Linked DNA regions of Mus musculus: regions 2, 3 and 4 are each linked to region 1. Evidence: chromatin contacts called from public HiChIP or PLAC-seq data. All regions are on one chromosome and are shown on one strand. Each heading gives the region's core, a stretch centred on a gene start, on an enhancer-like site or on the middle of the called end of the contact. The rest is flanking DNA. Distances are from core to core; before and after follow the strand shown. Region 1 holds the start of Kctd21 (potassium channel tetramerisation domain containing 21). Region 2 holds the start of Rsf1os1 (remodeling and spacing factor 1, opposite strand 1). Region 3 overlaps Nars2 (asparaginyl-tRNA synthetase 2 (mitochondrial)(putative)). Region 4 overlaps Nars2 (asparaginyl-tRNA synthetase 2 (mitochondrial)(putative)).

Evidence for each region. HiChIP or PLAC-seq counts read pairs in DNA pulled down with a chosen protein or histone mark.
Region 2: a contact with region 1 is called in a FOXA1 HiChIP or PLAC-seq map of pancreatic cancer cells. The contact joins the promoter of Rsf1os1 here to the promoter of Kctd21 in region 1. A contact is called at or near these places in 1 of 39 promoter capture datasets (the C10 cell line), 1 of 484 Hi-C or Micro-C datasets (cerebral cortex) and 1 of 115 datasets of contacts at active chromatin or transcription factors (pancreatic cancer cells).
Region 3: an H3K27ac HiChIP or PLAC-seq map of microglia shows a contact between it and region 1, with 7 times the contacts expected there. The contact joins the enhancer-like site here to the promoter of Kctd21 in region 1. A contact is called at or near these places in 16 of 39 promoter capture datasets (3T3-L1-derived adipocytes, the C10 cell line, the HPC-7 cell line and 12 more), 1 of 484 Hi-C or Micro-C datasets (bone marrow-derived macrophages), 8 of 115 datasets of contacts at active chromatin or transcription factors (SST interneurons, bone marrow-derived macrophages, embryonic basal ganglia and 4 more) and 2 of 9 other capture datasets (adipose tissue and liver).
Region 4: a contact with region 1 is called in an H3K4me3 HiChIP or PLAC-seq map of bone marrow-derived macrophages, with 4 times the contacts expected there. The contact joins the enhancer-like site here to the promoter of Kctd21 in region 1. A contact is called at or near these places in 13 of 39 promoter capture datasets (3T3-L1-derived adipocytes, the C10 cell line, the HPC-7 cell line and 9 more), 1 of 484 Hi-C or Micro-C datasets (bone marrow-derived macrophages), 3 of 115 datasets of contacts at active chromatin or transcription factors (SST interneurons, bone marrow-derived macrophages and microglia) and 3 of 9 other capture datasets (adipose tissue, bone marrow-derived macrophages and liver).

The regions. Positions count from the first base shown.
Region 1 is chr7:97,329,853-97,334,853 of GRCm38.p6, forward strand. Kctd21 (potassium channel tetramerisation domain containing 21) reads left to right here and starts at 2,471. Exons shown (of 2, transcript NM_001039039.3): 1 at 2,471-2,519. It overlaps Usp35 (ubiquitin specific peptidase 35), which reads right to left and starts at 2,257. Exons shown (of 11, transcript NM_001177412.2): 1 at 1,985-2,257.
Region 2 is chr7:97,642,027-97,647,472 of GRCm38.p6, forward strand. It overlaps Rsf1os1 (remodeling and spacing factor 1, opposite strand 1), which reads right to left and starts at 3,086. Exons shown (of 3, transcript NR_126461.1): 1 at 3,014-3,086. All of the region lies in intron 4 of Rsf1 (remodeling and spacing factor 1), which reads left to right.
Region 3 is chr7:96,983,445-96,988,611 of GRCm38.p6, forward strand. The region is part of intron 5 of Nars2 (asparaginyl-tRNA synthetase 2 (mitochondrial)(putative)); the gene reads left to right. Among named protein-coding and RNA genes, the nearest start is that of Nars2, 35 kb to the left of the region's middle. Within about 2 kb of position 2,612, at least 83 of the 459 cell types and tissues checked have an H3K27ac peak or open chromatin away from gene starts, as enhancers often do. A contact at or near this core is called in SST interneurons, adipose tissue, liver and 2 more, where this site is marked.
Region 4 is chr7:97,015,467-97,020,258 of GRCm38.p6, forward strand. All of the region lies in intron 6 of Nars2 (asparaginyl-tRNA synthetase 2 (mitochondrial)(putative)), which reads left to right. Among named protein-coding and RNA genes, the nearest start is that of Gab2, 64 kb to the right of the region's middle. Within about 2 kb of position 3,140, at least 22 of the 459 cell types and tissues checked have an H3K27ac peak or open chromatin away from gene starts, as enhancers often do. A contact at or near this core is called in SST interneurons, adipose tissue and bone marrow-derived macrophages, where this site is marked.

The DNA.
Region 1 (5,001 bases), core at 1,221-3,720:
CTTTCCCCAGCATGGCTGATGCCCTTGCCCAAACCCTGAGTCTGTGCCCTCAGCCTGCCAGCCTGCCAGCCTGCCAGCCTGGTGTCCAGGCACACTCTGTGTGGATGCTCCAGGAACCCGGGAGAGGGAACACCCCACCCAGAAGGCCCTGAGCCTTCATCTGTCCCTCATGGATAACCCTTGGCATTTCAGCTGTGTGTTGACAGTCCCCTGCTTGTGCTTCGGAGAACCTGGCTCTTCCCTATCACCATGGGGGTTAGGGGGGTCCTGAGCTCAACCTCCATCACCTCCTCAGCCTCTCTCCCTCAGCAATGCCATCAGATTAACCTCATTTCTGAAAAGTTCCCTCTTGCCTGGCTACTCAGACCCTCAAGGCCACTAGGCCCCTCAGTCAAAGCCCATACTCGAAAGCCTGCCACTTGGGCTGTCTATGTGACACCACACTGATATTAGGCATAGATGGAAATTGGAGAAAGGCTGTTTTGTTTTGTTTTGTTTTGTTTCTGTCCTCTCTATGGGAAAGGGCTTGCCTCTTCTTTCCTGGCTAATTCTGACTCATCCTGCAATGCCCAGTTCACAAGCCATTCCCTGTCCCTCCACAGAGCGAGTCTCTAAGCTCCGGTTCCCAGGCCGCCTTGGCTCCTTCATCCTCTGCAGTCTAACTTGCTCCAGCACGCTCTCTCTCCTACCTGGCTAGGGTCTGACTCTGGAGGAAGTAGATCCAATCCTGTTCTGTACACAGCGCCCAGGATGATAGTGTGCCCAGGGGCAGAGGTGGCCATGTATCTAGGTGTGCCTAGATATTGATGAGAGACATTTGGTAACAAAACGAGATAAAAATCAAAGATGTGACCAGAAAAGTAGTATCCAGAGACAGAGTTACCTTGAGGCCAGTCCCTGTCCCTCCTCAGCCTGGGCCTGGACTCTAATATCCATGACCCTTGAACATCTGCGAGATACCTCACAGAGGCCAAAGAAGACTCAGCCATTCCAGAAATGGCCCATACAAACAAGGCAGAAAAAACAATAAGAAACCCCAGCTCCTGGTTAGCCCCTGGATCTGCTGTTCCCAGATCTCCTCAAAGGGGAGGAGGGAGGGTCTGCAGGTCCCTGCCCTGCGTTGGGGAGGAGGGGGTTCATCTGCTGTCCTCTCAGCCCCTCACATTCATGCCCCCACACCCTGACTCCTATGGACGCCAGGGTTCACTCGGGTCTCTTGGCAGCAGAATGTGTTTTAACTCAGTGTCTTACCAAGGCAACCCTAGCATGGCACCCTTCCCCCTAGGAGGCCTCGACCAGCCCCAGGCTGGGTCCTGGAAAGACAGGAGTGAGGGCTTTGCTAGTGACAGGCAAGAACAACCCTGTTACTGAAGAGGAATTAGAGAGATGGAAGAGAAGATGAAGAGAAGTCCCCTCTGGGACTGTCCACACTCGCCCCTGATTACAGAGCCACCACTCACTAACCTCTGCTAACCCAGCCCCCACTCCCAGCCCAGACTTTCTCTGAGGGAGGACAGGCGCTTAAGCTTCAGTTCTGCAATCTGCAAGCGATGTCAAGGCCCCCGGACTCCAGGACAAAGATGATCAGACTGCCTCTGGATCCTCAGTGTCTACTCCAGTTGGGCCCCCTCTCTTCCTTCCTTACGCCTGTTTAGCCCAGACTGGGGGTTCTCCGCAAAAAGATTGCCAGGCGTCATGGTTCTAGTTGTGGCTGCTCTCAGGACTGAGAGGTACAGAAGCTGGAACTACTCAGTTGATGAAGGAGATGGTTAAGGCTCAGAGAGGGGCAGTTAGAAGGCCAAGGTCACACAGCAAAGGCCCAGAAGCACCTAGATCCCCCACCTTCCAATCTCGTGCTCTCAGAGTCCTAAAGATAAGTAAGGAGCACTCGAAATGTCAAGAGTGCAGACACTGCCCCCGCCCCCCGACATGAGCACTCAAACACCCAAAGCCCCCTTAACTCCTAGACTTCAGAGGGCCTTACCTTAGAACCCACTCCTGGGCGGGGCGCATGGGCCGGACTAGACTAGGCTGGGCCAGTCGAGGTCAGGGCGGGTCCTCCGCTCCCCTACCGAGGGGTCCCAGACCGCAGGGATGCTGCTGCTACTTTGTGATGTCCAACTCCACCCACCCCGCTCCGCACAACCCTAGATGGACCTGGGCAGTGCAACTGCGCGGTCTCAGAGCTGCGGGACGGAACTGGGAGAGGGGTGAGGTGCGGGGAAACGGGGCGGAGCCACAGCGGGGGTTACCCTGCGAGCTCCCAGTCGGGCCGCGTCCCCTTTAAGGCCAGCTGGTCCCAGTGCCGGCGGGGCGGGCCAGTAGGGGGCTGGCTCTCCGCGTAGCCTCCTGGGAGGTGGAGTCCGGGCCCGGCACGCGGCACAGGAAGGAACGCAGAGGGGACTACAAGTCCCGGCGGCCAGCGCGCGGCCCGGGACGACCCGCCCCTGCCCCAGCCCGGCCCACCCCCTAGCGAAGCTGCGCTGGCTGGAGGGGAGGCTGCCGAGCGAGGGCAGGAGGTGGGTGCGGTGCGCAGGGGTTTCGGGGAGGGCTCTGGACCCAGCGGACGCATACATGTCTTTCCGGGCACCTGTCCTGCCGTGAAAGGTCATCTGTCGCAGCCTCGCTGTTCTCATCTGTGAAATGGGGTAGCCCCGCCCGTGGCCGCGGGGGAGGGGCGCGTTTCGGGGTGAGGGGGTAGACCGAACCACCTGAGGGGCGGGGCTGGAGAAAGGGATGCGCTGTGGGAGGAGCCTTTGGTGGGTTAGGAAGAGGAGCCGAGTCTCTAGGTGAGAAGGGGACCTCTTGTTTGATCAGAAGGGACCGGTTCCAGAGCTGAGGAGTGGGTGCTGGGTTAGGTGGGCGAGCGCGAGGCGGACCACAGGGATGACAGGGACCCCTCCCAGCTCTAGTGAACCCAGGGCGTGTGGATGTACACAGCACCATTCTTTCCATGTGACTAGAAATAAAGAGCCCATCCCTGGAGCTCAGTGCGTCACACACATACTCATTCTACTCACATCCCGCCAAGGCCTCACCGTGATAACTGTTTCCAGTTGAGCAACACACCTGATAAGTGACTTGCCCCCAAAAGCCTTCAAAGACCCTGCCTTTCTCTGCCCACAGGGGAAACAGAGGTTTGGTCTGGGGTGACAGGAAAGAAGCAAGCATTGTGATGCCCCACCCATCCAAAGTTGTGCTCCAGGACCTGTGCCCTAGCACTTTCAATGCCCAGCTACAAGGCAACCCAATGCCCCACCCATCCAAAGTTGTGCTCCAGGACCTGTGCCCTAGCACTTTCAATGCCCAGCTACAAGGCAATCCAATGCCCCACCCATCCAAAGTTGTGCTCCAGGACCTGTGCCCTAGCACTTTCAATGCCCAGCTACAAGGCAACCCTTCTATGGTGTCTTCAGGCTGGAGCTATTTGAAAGCCCTTTGTTTACAGTTATCACTGTTGGGAGGAGTGGGAAGGCCACAGGAAGAGAAAGCTGAAAGGAGGTGTGGGTGCCTGAGGAAAACCACAAGATGAGCCAGGGTGGCTAGGGAAAGTTCTGCCTGCGGTTGAGGGATGGTGTTGGGACCATCTTCAACAAAGCATTTCTGTGCAAGCAAGGAAATGCCTCAGGTTGGGTGGTCTCTTCTTCCAGCCCACCCCCACCCCGCCCTGATGGGCACAAATCCCAGTGCCCCTTGTGTGAACTGAGGGGAGCAGCCTGTAGGCCTCTCAGAGATAGGACAGGGCAAGGTGGCCGTCAGCTGTTGGGTGTGAAAGGATGAAGGGGAAGTCTGCAGAGCTCTGGGCCAAAGCCCTATCCTGGAGATCACCCTGGGTAAGGCTGGGAAGCTGCTAGGTGATCGGCAGTCGTCACTCACTTGAACCCGGTGCTCTGTCCCTTCCCCTGCACAGTGGAAGCCACCATGGCCTTGGCAGCATGACAGCCAATTAGACATTGTCCTACACATTTGATTCCAAAGTGAAAATTCAAGGGAGTATTTTCAAAATGAAAAGTTTTAAAGTGTTTATCTCCAAAACAGGGACATAAATAGTCCTGTTGGTGCACAAGTCCGGGAAGGTGAAGATAGGTCTAACTAAACAAAGTTAAAAAAAAAAAAAAAAAATGTCTTCCCTACTCCCTGCCCAGCCCCAGTTTCTGGGGATAGCAAGGGATTTCTTCAGCAGGGAAGCCAGGCTCCTACTTAGGTTAACTGTGCTAAGTACTGAGCATAAAGTACTGTGCTAAGTACTGAGCATAAAGTGCTTTGAGTCAAAAAGGATGGTGTGGGTGCTACAGGTGAGGCTTGGCAGCCTGATGAGATTTTTCCTTCAAAATCCTGGCCAAGGGGAGGCTAGAAGTCAAGTTGCAGAGGAAGGGAAGGGCCTGTCATGCTGGTCTATAAAGCCTACGAGAGTGTCTATTTCATGAGGCAGTGGTGGCTCTCACCTTTAATCGCAGCTCTTGGGCAACAGAGGCAGGCGGATTTCTGAGTTTAAAGCCAGCCTGGCCTACAGAGTGAGTTCCAAGACAGCCAGGGCTACACAGACAAACCCAGTCTTGAAATACAGAAAGAGAGGAGAGAGGGAGGGAGGGGGGAGTAGAAATTAGCATGTTGAGTAACTATCACAGTTTGAACTGTCATGGTTTTCCTGGCCGCCACCATCTTCCCTCGGAGAGCCTACCACAAACACTGACTCTGGGCAAAGACCATATGCTGTCCTCTACCCCAGAAGTCCCATTGGTTCTCTCTGCCCATGCTCAGCACACCTTGGCTGCACAGCAGGAGTCTCCTTCCTGCCACTTGACAGCCACAGATGCTAGGCTCAGGAGGATGCTGTTGTCAGAAACAAGGCCCAGACAGCCATATCTCAACCCTGGATCACAGAATGGAAGAGGGGCAGGCTGATCCTCTGGGCTAAGTCCAATCTAGAAGGACTTCCTGATCAAAACACTTCTCCAACTTCGGTCCTAGTTGACTATCTTAGTCTCTAAATACCAAACC
Region 2 (5,446 bases), core at 1,836-4,335, 310 kb after region 1:
GGTGGTGGTGGTTGCTGTTTTTTGGAGACTGTCTCTCACTGTATATTCCTGGCTAGTCTTGAACTCGGAGACTGTCTGCCTCTGCCTCCTGATGAGATTAAAAGGCATGTACTACCAGGCCCTGTTTGTGTTACTCTTAATTGGTATACACAGTAATTCTGACCACATAATGCAGAAATGTTTGAGACCATGCAGAAACATTTGAGTTCACTGACTGATACCCGCTAACCTAGTTTTTAAACATGTGGTGGACACGTGTTCAGTTTATATTGTATACAGACTTGTACAGTAAGAAGTTGAAGGTATGAGGGTGGTGAGTAGCTTAGCTAGCATTCCTGGATGGATCTCAGGCTCCTGTGAAGTCCCTTGCTTTGTAAAGTCCTAGTTGTATAGTGTATGTTTTCTGGGTAACATTAGCTTTCTTCAGATTTCTTACCGGGAGTATTCATACTTACTATGAGATGCTTGGGACATGGTGTTTTAGCTAGCTTGTAACTGAATAAACTACTACTACTGGTAAATGTTGTGAACTGACTTGCCCGCTAAGTCTTTCTTTTTGTGAATGTTAAATATCAAAAGTGTATTTTGGCTTCCTCAAGAATATCACTTCAGCTACATGGTAGCACATGCTTTTAATCCCAGCAGAGACAGGCAGCTCTTTGTGAGTTTGAAGCCTGCCTCATTTACATAGTGAAAGTACAAGGAGATCCAGGCTTTGTAGAAAGTCCCTATCTCAAGACAGACAAGAGAAATGACTTGATTCAGGGATACACTTAATTAGTGGAGTGCTTGCCTAACAAGTGGAGGACATGGATTTGATACCCAGCACATTCTCCCTAAAAATGGTATTACTAGGTTGGGGGTGGGGATGTAGTTTAGAGAGGGTACTTGCATAGTATGTATAAAGCCTGCATTTTGATCACCACTAACAATACATACTTATCTCATGGTATGTATACTTAATATCCTTTTGGTTCACAAAATAATGTGAGGTATAATCTCACTTGATCCTGATGAGGTCATACTGAGAATATAGTTAAATTCTGATCCCAAACATGAAAAGAAAAATATTTAGTACAATGAATTCCTTATGGGAGGAACACTAATTGAATAGGAATAGAGTTGATATAGAATAATTTAAGGAGATGTCTATTTTTAGACATATAAAGAATTAATTTGGGGAAGATATGTGGATGTGTGTTGGGATTAAAAGGGCTGAGATATACATTATAGTGCAGAATTGAGTCCCAAAGAAACAAGGTCATTTACTTTTATATTATACAGAAATGGTTGTTTTCTGCTAGATGCTGTCACGGTGTTTTCTTATTAAACCTAGTTTATGTAAAGTAAGTTTTAAAAGTGGGATTAATCTTCATAGAAACTCTGGTGATGAGGAAAAGCAAATAATCCAAGCAGAAGTCTGGCTTTTTGCTTTCTAGGCTACACTTGGGGCTTTTTGTTTGTTTGTTTGTTTTTCTTTAACTAGAGAATGTAACTTTTTACTAAGAAAATTAATAGGCAAGTTTCCTTTACTTGAAACAGCTTCTGTAGAGAACTCCTTTGGTGGTGGTTTTAGTAACAAGATCCTTCCCCTCAGTGAGGCCGCAGTTTGGAACATGTTTCTGCATCATCGTGACCAGGTGCTTATATAATAAAAATTATCTAGGCTTCAGAATTATGGGTTTTTTAAACTAATAGTAGTTTAATAATAAGTGAGCCTTGTTATTGACCAGTAAGTTTAGGGGCATAACTGGACATTGACGATTCAAAATGCCAAAATTACAAAGTGCAATAATTTTCTAATACTGAAAATCTACCACTAGTTACAGTGTGTATTTATTAGCTACTGACAGCATCAATGTATTACCACAGTTTTACAACTTCTCTTAGGCTGGACATGACTGGATGGCGTTAAGTAAGGATGCTATCAGAGCCTGGAGGCTCAGAATCCCTAGAGCAAACAGGCTAGCTATAGGAGCCCTCTCAGTGAGCTTTGGGTATAATTGAGAGACTCTGCCTTAATTTGTACAGTGGGAACCAAGGATGATGCACGATGTTAGCCTTTGTCTTCAAAATGTATGCACCATGCTCCATTGGTGCCCACACATGTGAACATGCAAAGTCATGCATGCATACCTCATAGACATCTTATATAAAAGAAAACCAAACATGTACTGTTGTTTATACAGTGCCTATTTGCATTTATTGTAGAATTAGTATAAATATGAGGCACATTAGAAGTAGTTAATGCATACATGTGCACATATTCCACATTGAAAATCATTTCATATATTCAGGTAAAAACTCAGATAAAAGTTGTAAATTTTATTGAGCTAAGTTTGTTAGTATTTAGACTTCTCCTATAGAAAGTGGCAGTTTTATGTGGTTTAACTAACAAATTTCAGCAACAGAACTGTCCCCCTTAGTTTTAAACCAGAATAGTATTTTTTACACTTATTTCACCACTTGTTTAGGCCTCTGGATACTTTTTTTATAATTGATCAAATACTTTATGAAAGAAGAAATATATAGTGACAAAAGTGTTACTATTAAGTCCTCATGAGGGAGGAGGGAGCACACAGATCTTAAGTTGGCATAATTTAATCAGGTGCTCCCTTAAGTCAGAGAGATACTATAGAAAGTATTTAGATCCTAATTCTAGTAAGGAAAAAACACTTGGTGTAGACAGGTGATTGTTTCATAAAGTTACGTACATGTGGCTAACATTAACATGAACAAATGACCAGCAGGCTGAGAGAATTCCCAGTGGAAACCAGTTAAGTATGCCTTTATCCCAACAGATATCTTACAAATTAATAATTTATAATTTCCACTAAAATGACTAGGTGAATATTACTCAGAAATGCAGGTATTAACAAGTTTACAAGCCAACTGGAACTTATATCTTGCCTTCTACAAATATAAACACTGCGACCACTCTGACTAACCATTTGGTGGTGTCTTCAGATGTTACTATACTATTATACCGTCAGCTTCATTCCTTTGTACTTACTATTAACACAAGGCTTGTCTGAGCGTTTTCATTTCATCTTCTTGATCTTCCATTTGCCTTTGCATTTGAAAACAGTCTTACTCTGTATCTGAAGCTGCCCTTACCCACTATGCAGTTGAAGCCTAGCCTCAGTTATGACCTCATTCCTGTGACTACTGTTATAGTTGCTATAGCATCTTTGTTCCTAACAGTACTCATGCAGTAGATTACTGGTAAGCAGCAAAAGAAATGATCTCATGCGATATGAATTTGTCTCAAAAATCCTTGGTTGTGAAAGAAGCCAAACAGATATAGTATTTGCCTTTATTTGTTGTAAGCTTAGGTATTAACAAGACTACTAAACTGTGGTTATAATAATCAACACTGAGAGCAGCCAGGCGTGGTAACACACACTTGCAATTTTACTGCTCAGGAAGCTGGGGCAGAAGGATCTTAAGTTTTAGGCCAGCCTGGACTACTTAGTGAGTTCTGAGCCAGCTTGGGCTCAAGAATGAAAGCCCCATATTTCGTCTTGCCTTGGTAGGAGTTTATCTGTGTTAGTGTTTGGATATAAGTCTGTGGCTTCTATCCCCCTGGTTCATGTTTTGAACGTGGTCCCCTGTGAGTAATACTACTTTTAGAAAATGATGGAATCTTTAAGAGGTGGAGGACCTAGCCTGAGGGAGTGAGTCGGAGGATGAGGTTTGGTAGCCCGCCCCCCAGCTCACTGCCTGTCTCTACTTCCTTGACTGCCCCTGCTCTTAACCACCATCTCTTCCCAGCCATGATGGGCTGTACCCTTCAAACTAAAGCCAAAGTAACTTTTTTTTTTCTTTTTTGCTGATTTTTGTCAGATCTTTGTTCACAGCAGCAAGAAGAGTGACTAACACAGTGAGTGTCTGTGCAAAGTAACTAACTGAACTGAATGCTAACTGAGCTCCTTTTAGCCCTGGCAGGCTGAAAAAGCCGGGAATCCCAGCATTTCTGAGGCCGAGCTAGCCTGCTCTTCAAAGAAGACATCATGCTAAAGCAATACAGTTTTACAAGTAAACAAGGACATGCTGCCTTCACAGTGTATGAGTTGTACCTCTAAAAATATTTTTAAATGGATTGTGGTTTTGATAGTTATTTACAGAAATTTAAATTCTGAATAGTGAGTACAATTTTCACGTATCTTTATTCATAGGCCTCTACCAGGAAGTTTAAAATATTTTTTTGTTTTATTTTTTTAATTATATAGTATATGTATGTGCAGGTTGTCCATGTGTGAATACAGGTGTTCACAGAGTCCACAAGAGGTTGCTGGACCCTCTGGAACTAGAATCACAGGTTGTTGTGAGCTGCCTGATGTGGTACTGGGAACTGAACTCGAGTGTCGTGCAATGGCAGTGGGTGCTCATTACTACTGAGCCATTTCTAAAACTGTCAGGACATTCATTAGCTATGCTGCTAACAATGATTAAGAAGGTGAGACCTAAGCAGGGTGTGCTGGTGTCTGCCATACAATTCTAGTACTTAGGAGGCAGCAACAGAAGGCTTACCACAAATTAGGCCAGACAAATGCTACAACTATTAATATAAAATACACAAAAATGGAAGTTAAATGAGATGAAGGTGGTCTCTGAAGTCAGATCTTCCAGAATTCAATCCTGCTGTGACCTTAGGGAAGTAACTGTACCTCTGTGGATATCTCTGATTTTGTTCAGTTTGTTTTGAGAAAGGGTTTGCTATGTAGCCTAGGCTGTCCTTGAACCTGTGATCTACCTACCTCAGCCTCCTGAGTGCTGGGAGTTTAGATACGCACTACTATGCCTTTGTGTTGGAGTTGAATTAAAGCTTGCTGATTTGTGCTATCTTAATAATATTGTTGAAGTTATTAGCATGCCTCCATTTTCTTGGCTTCAGTAAAAGACTATTGTTCCTCTCAGTTTTCATTTTTTGCTACCTCAACATGTAGTTGATTCATAAGAGACAGAATAATGTTGCTGAACCTTAAGCCATACTGATAATTAATGTAAGGTACTTGCTATATTTATATTATGCTTTATCCTATTTTAAGGAAATTTTATGGAAATTTTATGGAAAAAAAATTTCCCATTTTTTATGGAAAAAAAGATACAGGATCATAAATGTTTAAAAAAACATTCCCATTTTATGGAAAAAAAGATACAGGATCATAAATGTTTAAAAAAAAATAAATGTGAGCTGTGGTGAAGAATATTCCAAGGTGTCCAGGAAGAGCTAGCTGAAAAGGCTATTCTTGCATTTTGTCTGCTTTTGTTACCATTGGCTTCCAGGGCTATTGTTCCTGAAGGTTTAGCCCTTACCACTAACTCACATCTGAAGAACTATTAGACTTGCAGAAGGAATATTACACAAAACAATAGTTAACAGTATGTCCCATTTCTCCAAAGTCTAGATTATTTAAGATACATATAGGGGCTGTAAGCATTA
Region 3 (5,167 bases), core at 1,362-3,861, 350 kb before region 1:
CTCCAACAAGACTATACCTCCTAAAGGTTCCATAACCTCCCCAAATAGCACTGCAGACTGGGGACAGAGTGTCTAAATAAGCTGTGGGGGACTATTCTCATTTAAATCACTGCACACTGCTACAGTAATGGCATGTGGGAAACACGTGTATTTTATGTTTTGATTGATAGTTCACCATTATTTACTTCTACTAGTGATAATTATGGGGGAGTTGTTTTGGGTTTAGATTTTAACAAATCAGTATGGAACCAAGTTTGAATTTTTAAAAATTTAATATTTTAAAAATTAAAAAGTTTATGTTTTAGTCTAAGTTTTGAGAACTTTGAAAGAGCTAATTTTAATAGAAGACAGAAATGTCAGATAAAGAGAAGTGTGTTAGGCTACGGCACTGGTCAGTGTCTGAAACCCGGTATGAAGTGCCACAGCTCAGCCTGCTTGTTATTTGTTAACATTGTTTTCCTCCTTTAAAGAAAGACTTTATTTTTATTCAACCCCGCATCCCCAAGCCTCACCAGCTGATCTGAAGAGTAGCAGGCCCTTTTGTCTTTTATTTGTCTTGTTCTTTCTCAGCCGCTCAGCAGGAAAGCAGACAGTTTACAGTCTGAGCTCATAACTTCCTTTCCTGTGCAGCAACAGTTGCCAGGATGAAACCTCTCTCAGCTGAGCATGGGTGTTCTTGTTGGTGGGTGTTCTGGAATGCAGATGGCCCTAATCCTAAGGCAGAAAGTTCAGTGTATACCAAGATACACATTTGTAGCAACTGAAACACAGAAGGAGGCTGGACTTACTGGAGTGGCTAGGCAGGGGGAGTCTTGTTAACAACGTGCTTGGCAAAGTGAAGCGCAGTTCTCTGCCACTCCTGTTCCCCTTGGTCTTCATTTCATTCTACGATGCCCTCTAAGGACTTGTCAGGACAAATTCCTGTAGCACTTCCCGAAGCCTATTTAAGCACAGATGGATAGGAATCTTTTATTTCCCTATTACCAAACTGTAAATCCTTGGAGACTGCATAGCAAGGTTTGTCCTTAAATGCTCAAAATTCTATACTTTGGTGCTAGGGAGATGGCTCACTTGGTAAATTGATTGCTGCCCAAATGTAAGGACCCCAGTTCAGATCCTCAGCACCCATGTAAAAAATTGATACTTGTAACCCCGGTGATGGAGGCAAGGGATCCTGACGGCTCCCTGGACATCCAGCCTAGTCAAAACAGTGAGCTCCAGGGTCAGAGAGACACCCTAGCTCGGAAAATAAGGTGTGGAGGTGATTGAGGCATGCACACACGGACACAAGTTCACCACACAGGTGGAGGTGAGGGAAAATTCTATACTTTGGAATGGTTTTTTTTTTTTTGTTGTTTGTTTGTTTTTATTTGTTTGTTTTTATTTTTTCGAGACAGGGTTTCTCTGTATAGCCCTGGAGCTCACTTTGTAGACCAGGCTGGCCTCAAACTCAGAAATCTACCTGCCTCTGCCTCCCGAGTGCTGGGATTAAAGGCGTGCACCACCACTCCCGGCTCTTTGGAATGATTTTTATAGACTCATTCTGGGCCTGGCAGTGGTGGTGCACACCTTTAATCCTAGTACTTTAATCACACGGATTAATTCTTTAATCTTGCAGAGGCAGACAGATCTTTGAGTTTGTGGCAAGCCTGGTCTGTGAGTTCCAGGACAGCCGGGACTGGCCGGGACTACACAGAGAAACCACATCTAAAAGAAAACAAAACAAAAAATCATTCTGAATACCATTGCCCTCATCATAGCATTATGGAAAAGCAAGCACTATAGGAACAAGCTGGAGTGTAAGTACTAGTAATTGGACTGCTGTCTGAGAACCTGGACTCTAGTACTGATCTTACCCTAAACAGGTTATGCATGGCATTTGACCTAACACTTAATATTTCCATTTTAAGCAGTGGTGTCTAAGTTGTTATAGCTCAGGTCCTTTTGAATCTTTATTATATCTGTATCATGAAACATTATAATAAAGCATTCCAAAGTATAGAATTTTCCCTCACCTCCACCTGTGTGGTGAACTTATGTCCGTGTGTGCATGCCTCAATCACCTCCACACCTTATTTTCCGAGCTAGGGTGTCTCTCTGACCCTGGAGCTCACTGTTTTAACTAGACTGGATGTCCAGGGAGCCCTCAGGATCCCCTGCCTCCATCATCGGGGTTACAGGTATCAATTTAGCCTTCTTGGAATCTCTCAATTGAGATTAACACCCCCCCCCCCCCCAAACCCCCCGGGCATGGAGCGTGAGTGAAGATGGGTACTATTCGACATTTCCTTCATGATCTTGAAGAGAAGTTGCAGATTGGAATAAACAGGCAACAGCACGTAGTTTTGTCTGTAGACCTTTCAGGCTTGTGTGGCATGCTGCTGCTCTACCCATTATATTCTCAACTTTTCCATTCTGGGATTATGAGGAAACAGAAGTGAGGGCGAGGGGACAGAGTAGAGGACAGGAAAAGCAAAGGGGCTGAGTAGCCAGCCTGTGAGCGTTCGCTCAGCTGCCGTGGAGGTTAAGTAAACTTTCCGTCACAGACTGCGTTCTTTTCCAGGGTTAGCTCGCTGCTGCTGGCTTCTCCTCCCTGCACTTCACAGGGAGACAGCTGACTTGTGTGGGTTTTTCTACAGCAGTCCCTCGAGACTGAAACTACTCAGCTATATTTGTTCTGCTGTGAGAACAGATAACTGGGAGGCAATTCAAAACATTTGTTTAATATTTTCTTGGAAATCCTTAAAGAAGCAAAGGGTTTTACACCTTGATTTAAAAAATAAAAATAAAAAGGTCACTGGTTCTACGCATCCTAAAATGTTTGGTGATTCTTAGTTTCCTGTTTCTTTCAATGCTTTTTTTTTTAGCTTCTAATAGCAGAATAACCTAGGAAAGTGTTTTGCTCTGATAACTTTTATATGACCAGGGAGAGGTTGGTTGGCCCATAGAGTAGCATGGGAAAGATTTTAATGTCATTTGTTGCATTAGTTTCATATATATTTGCCCAAAGGTTTTGTCTAAATAAAATCTTACACTGAGACTCAATCTATAAAGGAGATAAAAAGTGGTAGGTATTAACGAGGTAGCTTATGTCTGGTTTGTGTAGGAAATCAATCATGAGTGAATGACAGTAGGGACCTGGGAGATTGTGGAGAAAGTCTCCCTACATTTCCTACAAATTGATATTATTTTTCTAGGGAACATTCTCATAGTCCAGTGGTCTTGAGACATCTCCTATGACAGTGTGACTTCTGAGTCCCTTCTGAAAGACCTACCTGAGGCTCTTCTTGAGCTGGTCTTTCCTGAAATGCATTTGTGGCTTGCTGGTGTCTTTGTTTTCTTGTTCTGGTTTTTGTTTTTATTAGAGATTTCCATGAAAGAAAATACATCATGAATCTCTCTCTCCACTAATAAAGACCTTCCATTTTTGGGGTCCATGTTTTCAGGGATGCGTGTGTCTGTGTGTCACTGGGGACAGGCTTTGACGTTTCAAAAGCCCACCGCATTCCTAATTAGCTTCCTCATTTGCATGCTTGCATGTGTCGCCCCTCCCCCACTTGCTGTGGCTCTGATGCAAGCTCTCAGATACATTCCAGTGCCATTCCTTCTGCCATGCTCCCGACATGATGGTCATGGATTCTGACCCTCTGAAACACTGAGCCCTAAAATCAATGCTTTCTTTTGTAAGTTGCCTTGGTCGTGGAGTCTTAGCACAGCAATAGAGAAGTAATAAGACAGGTCTCTTGCAGTCAAACTGTCTCAATGCCCCCTGTAGCCAAGCTTACCTTACACTCCTATTTCTTAACTTCCTTAGCTGGGGTTATAGGCATGAGCTACCGTGCCCAGCCCATTACAGTCTCAGGGGACTATCTATATTGTACATGGAGTCTTTGGTTCACTAAAACATAATTGTGAGGTACATGACTTAGTTGAAACAGTCAATATGACGCCTTTTTAGACTGGCTGAAGTGTAGAACTCATTCAGAGTTCGTCCATATCCCTCCTGAGATTGACAGCTCTTTTCTTTTACGTGCTGGATTCCTCTGTATTCCAGCCTCCGAGTGTACAGCAGCTTATTTACCTTCTAAAGGTGTCTTAGTTGCTTCCTAGTTTTGTCAACTATGAATAATACAGATATAAACATCCCTATACAGTTTTCTTTTTAATACAGACATGATATTTCAGCCCTTGTGGGTAAAATGCAAAGGGACACAACCACTGCTTCACAGCGAGAGTATGTTTGTTTTGTAAGAAACTAAGCGTGTCCCAGAGCAGCTGTGCAGCTCTGCCTTCCAGTCCACAGTGAGCCTGCTGCTTCCCATCCTCTCCCGCATCCAGTGCAGTCAGTGTTCTGGATTTTGACCTTTATCCTAGGTATGTGATGATCTTGTTGGGCTTCTGGGTGCGTGGCCAGCATCCTGCTGTGAGTCATTCTCAGTGGATCACATGGCTCATCCCCTCCCACCTCGATAAAATGGACAGCAGTTAGTGTTTTCAGCAGTCTGACCCAGAAGTTCTTAGTGTACCTGAGTAAGCAAGAGGTTAGGGAGAGTTTTAAGTCCTTGAGACAATATACCAGTTAGTAATATGTAACTCAAAACAGACATTCTACTTATGGGGCTTTTTGTCTTTTTTTGTTAATATTGTGTGTGTGTGTGTGTGTGTGTGTGTGTGTGTGTGTGTGTGTGTGCGTGCTTGTAGGAGTCAATTCTGTCCTTCACCTGGTAATATACAGAAGTATCTGTATCAGATCAGGTTCCTCTCTACCCTCCACTGCCCCGCCATCCTGTCCACATTCCCTCCCAAGGCTCTCCCTTCCTCCCTCCCCACTTGTGATTGCTTTCTTCTCTCTCCCAAGTGGGACTGAGGCATCCTGACTTGGGCACTTCAGCTTGTTGAGCCTTTTGAATTCTGTGGACTGTATCTTGTATATTCTGTATGGGTTTGTTCTTTCTTTCTCTCTCTCTCTCTCTCTCTCTCTCTCTCTCTCTCTCTCTCTTTCTTTCTTTCTTTGGCTAATATCCACTTGTTAGTGCATGTATACCATGTATGTCCTTTTTGTCTGAGTTGCCTTATTCAGTATGATATTTTCTAGTTCCATCCATCCATTTGCCTACAAAAGTCAGAATGTCCTCGTTTTTGATAGCTGAGTAGTATTCCATTGTGT
Region 4 (4,792 bases), core at 1,890-4,389, 310 kb before region 1:
AAGTTACTGATTTGTCCTATTGATGTTGGTGTCCTTTGCCTTACAGAAGCTTTTCAGTTTCACGAGGTCCCATTTATCAATTGTTGATCTTAGAGCCTGAGAAATTGGTGTTCTGTTCAGGAAAATTTCCCCTGTGCCCATGACTTTGAGGCTCTTTCCCACTTTCTCTTCTATTCAATTCATTGTATCTGGTTTTATGTTGAGGTCCTTGATCCACTGGGACTTGAGCTTGGAGCAAGGTGATAAATATTGATCTATTCTCATTAATCTACATTCTGACCAACCAGTTAGACCAGCACCATTTATTGGACTCTTTCTTCTTTCCATGGTATGTTTTTGGCTTCTTTGTCAAAGATCGAGTGTCCATAGGTGTGTCAGTTTATTTCTGGATTTATCAACCTGTCTGTCTCTGTGCCAATACCATTTGGTTTGTATCACTATTACTCTGTAGTACAGCTTGAGGTCAGGGATGGTGATTCCCCAAGAAATTCTTCTATTGTTGAGAATTGTTTTGGTTATCCTGGGTTTTTTGTTTTTCTATATGAAGTAGAGAATTGTTCTTTCCATGTCTGAAGAATTGTGTTGGAATTTCGATAGGAATTGTATTGAATCTGTAAACTGCTTTTGTTAGGTGGCAATTTTCACTATGTTAATCCTGCCTATCCATGAGCAGAGGAGATCTTTCCATCTTCTGCTATCTTCTAAAATTTCTTTCTTCAAAAGACTTGAAGTTCATGTCATACCGCTCTTTCACTTACTTGGTATGAGTTACACCAAGATATTTTATATTACCTGTGTCTATTTTGAAGGGTGTTATTTCCCTATTTTCTTTCTCAGCTTGTTTATCATTTGTATAAAGGAAGGCTACTGATTTGTTTGAGTTAATTTTATATCCCACCACTTTGTAGAAGTTATTTATCAGCTATAGGAGTTCTCTGATGAAATTTTGGGGGTCGCTTATGTATATTATCATATCATCCACAAGTAGTGATATTTTGACTTCTTCCTTTCCAATTTGTATCCCCTTGATCTCCTTTTGTTATCTAATTGCTCAAGCTAGAACTTCAAGTACTATATTGAATAGGTAGAGAGAAAGTGGGCAGCCTTGTCTAGTCCCTGATTTTAATGGGATTGCTTCTAGTTTCTCTCCATTTAATTTGATGTTGGCTACTGGTTTGCTGTATATTGCTTTATAATGTTTAGATATGTGCCATGGATTCCTGATCTCTCCAAGACTTAAGGCTTTTTCAGCATCTAATGAGATGATCATGTGACTTTTCCCCTTGAGTTTGTTTATATAATATATTACATTGAAGGATTTTCATCCCTGGGATGAAGCTTACTTGATCATTGTGAATGATTGTTTTGATGTGCTCTTGGATTCAGTTTGTGAAAATTTCATTGCATATTATTACACATATTCATAAGTGAAATCAGCCAGAAGTGCTCTTTCTTTGTTGGGTCTTTGTGTGGCTTAGGTATCAGAGTAACTGTGGCTTCATAGACTGAATTAGATGGTGTTCCTTCTGTTTCTATTTTGTGGAATAGTTTGAGGAATATTGGTGTTAGCTCTTCTATGAAGGTCTGGTAGAATTCTGCTCTAAAACCATCTGCCCTGGGCTTTTTTTTGGTTGGGGGGTTTTTAATGACTACTTCTACTTCCTTATGGGTTATGGGACTGTTTAGTTTACCTGATCTTGATTTAATTTTAGTACATAGTATCTGTCTAGAAAATAATCCACTTCATCTAGATTTTCCAGTTTCGTTGAGTATAGGCTTTTGTAGTAAGATCCAATGAAAATTTTTTTTTAATTTCCTCAGTTTCTGTTGTTATGTCTCCCTTTTCATTTCTGATTTTGTTAATTTGGAAACTGTCTCTTGTGCCCTTTAGTTAGTTTGGCTAAGGGTTTTCTATCTTGTTGATTTTCTCCAAAGAACCAGCTGTGGTTTTGTTAATTTTTTTTTTTTTTTTGCATTTTCTTTGTTTCTAATTGGTTGATTTCTGCCCTGAGTTTTATTATTTCTGCCATCTACTCCTCTTGCGTGAGTTTATCTTTCTGTTCTAGAACTTTCAGGTATGCTGTTAAGAGTATGGGATCTCTCCAATTTCTTTATGAAGGCACTCTGTGCTATGAATTTTCCTCTTAACACTGCTTTCATCGTGTCCCATAAATTTGGGTATGCTGAGTCTTCATTTCCATTGAATTTTAGAAAGTCTTTAATTTCTTTCTTTATGTCTTCCCTGACCAAGTTATTGAGCAGAGAGTTGTTCAGTTTCCATGACTATGTAGGCTTTCTGTTGTTTTTGTTGTTATTGACGTGCTGAGAAGAAGGTATAGTCTCTTCTTTTAGGGTGAAATATATGCCTATAGATATCTGGTAAATCCATTTGGTTCATAACTTATGTTAGTTTCACTGTGTCTCTGTTTAATTTCTGTTTCAATGACCTGTCTATTGGTGAGAGTGGGATGTTGAAGTTTCTCAATATTAATGTGTAAGGTCCAATGTGTATTTTGAGCTTTAGTTAAAGTTTCTTTTATGAATGTGGTTGCCCTTGCACTTGGAGCATAGATGTTCAGAATTGAGACTTCCTCTTGGTGGACTTGTCCTTTGAGCATGAAATGTCCTTCCCCATCTCTTTTGATAACTTTTGGTTGACAGATAACAGCGGCTTTCTGAATGGTGGAGAAAACAGTCAGCAGTGCCTGTTTTAGGCGCCAGGGTAAAGCTGCCTGTGTTTCACTTCCTGTCAGTGTGCTTGTACTCAGCTGACAATAGAGGGTGACATGGAAGTCGGGAGATTAGAAAGGATGCTGATTGGTCTCATGCAGATTCAGTTCTCCAGCTAAGAACAAAAAAGTCCTGTATTTATAACTACGGAGCCTAGTTCTTCAGAAAGAATAAATGGTCATACATTCAGTGACCATTTTATCTATTAATCTATTTAGCAACTTGAGGGTTTCAGAAAACTCTACATGAGAGCAAAAGCAACCTCTGTAATTTCACCCCCCCCCCCACCAAAAAAAAAAAAAAAAGATATTTTTGTAGCGATCTTGATTGATGGGTATTGGATGTTCTTTTGTTAGCTTAAACATCTACTCTAAGCCCAGGACTTTCCTTATATAGCTCTCATCTTCCCAGAATTTGGCACGAAAATGGTTTTTAGTGCTGAGTGTTCTCTGCTGCTCTCCTCTCACAGCAGTGCTGGCCTTTCACCTGGTTTTGTGTCTTATTTTAGAAATTGTCCTTGCTCTTCGGTTTTATTTTAAATGTTGGTTGGTATACACTTTGCTACACTTGATATAACCAAAAGGCTAAGAAGCAAATTTTGAGCCTTGCTGCAAATGGCTTCATGGCTGTGGAAGGCAGAAAAAAGGAGGAAAAATGGATTATTTTAAAATGAATTCTTTAGATCCAGAAACAAAATTATTGCAAAATACCTTATCTACACCAAGCCTCAACTACATAAGAAATTTGAGGCCAGCCTCGGATATGTAAGCCTTTGCCTCAAATAAATAAATAAGCAACAATTGCTACCCGGTCCATAGTGTTCTACATAGAATTGCCAGTAAGAGGCAGTTACCATTGTGATTTGATCTTTTTTTAACCAGAATTTTTTTAACATGAGTAGCAAATATCTTTTTGAGTAGCAAGCTTTTCCTTATATTTCAGAGCTTCCAAAGTAAATTTCAGCCTCTCTGCCTGTGTATTTATGGAAAATACACTTGACCGTTAACATTTTTGTTTATGTAGTGTATCCTTGTGAGACAATACCAGAATCACCTTTTTTTTTTTTTTTAAAGTGGATACTATTGGCAGCCAATCTCAGAGAGCATAGCCCTAAACTGGAAACTCAGTTTTTACCATTTACATTGGTGCTTGGAGCAGACCAGAATTATTTGATCCATTTTAGATGCCTATTTCTGTATCCATTTTAGGTACTAAATAGCAGCCTGAAAAGGTCTCTGGAGTGTTTTGCTCTTTGTCATGTTGCTGATAAGGATGTGCGCCTTCCCAGCTGATGTTGAGGAAGCCTGGTGTCATTAGTGCTCATTCATCAACATGAGCACCTGGTTTAACTAGGCACTGGAGATGCAGACATGAATAAAACATGATTCCTGTTCTGGAAAAATTTATAGTTCACTGTGGGAGAGGGGGGTATTTAAAAACATAATTATATATCAAAGTGAGACATTTTATATAATAATATATAGATTAAGTGTTGTCATACTGTGTAGGAGGGAAATAAGTTGGGGGTGATAACATTTCAAAAATGAAAGATTTTTAGGGCAAATTTTGAAGGTTGGATGGGCATTTGCATTTAGAGAAGAGCAAGGATGGCATAGAGAATATTCTGTGCAGAGACAAACAGCTCAGGGACATGTAGGTAAGAAGAAAGTCTTCAGAGAGCTGTAGAGAAAGGCTACATGGGGAAAGAATAGGAGTGTCTCTCCTTTTGGAGAGATGGTCATTTAAAATTTTTAAATTGTACTGGTGTAATCAGATTTGACTTTAAGAACTCATAGCAATTTGGAATCAGAGGAAGACAGGAAGCAAACACCAGTCAAAAAAAGTATCTGTTGGGCATGCTTGACACATGCCTCTGATCTCATCGCTTGGGAGGCTGTGTGTAGAATTTTGAGAGTTCAGTGCCTTCTTGGGCTGCATAATGGGACCTGTCTCAAACAAGAGCAACAGAACAAAACAAGACTTCTTATTTCCAAGGAAAAGAAAGGTTTACAGTAACAACTCCTGGGGAGATAGGAGTCACTAGACTTGAGAGTGTTTTTGC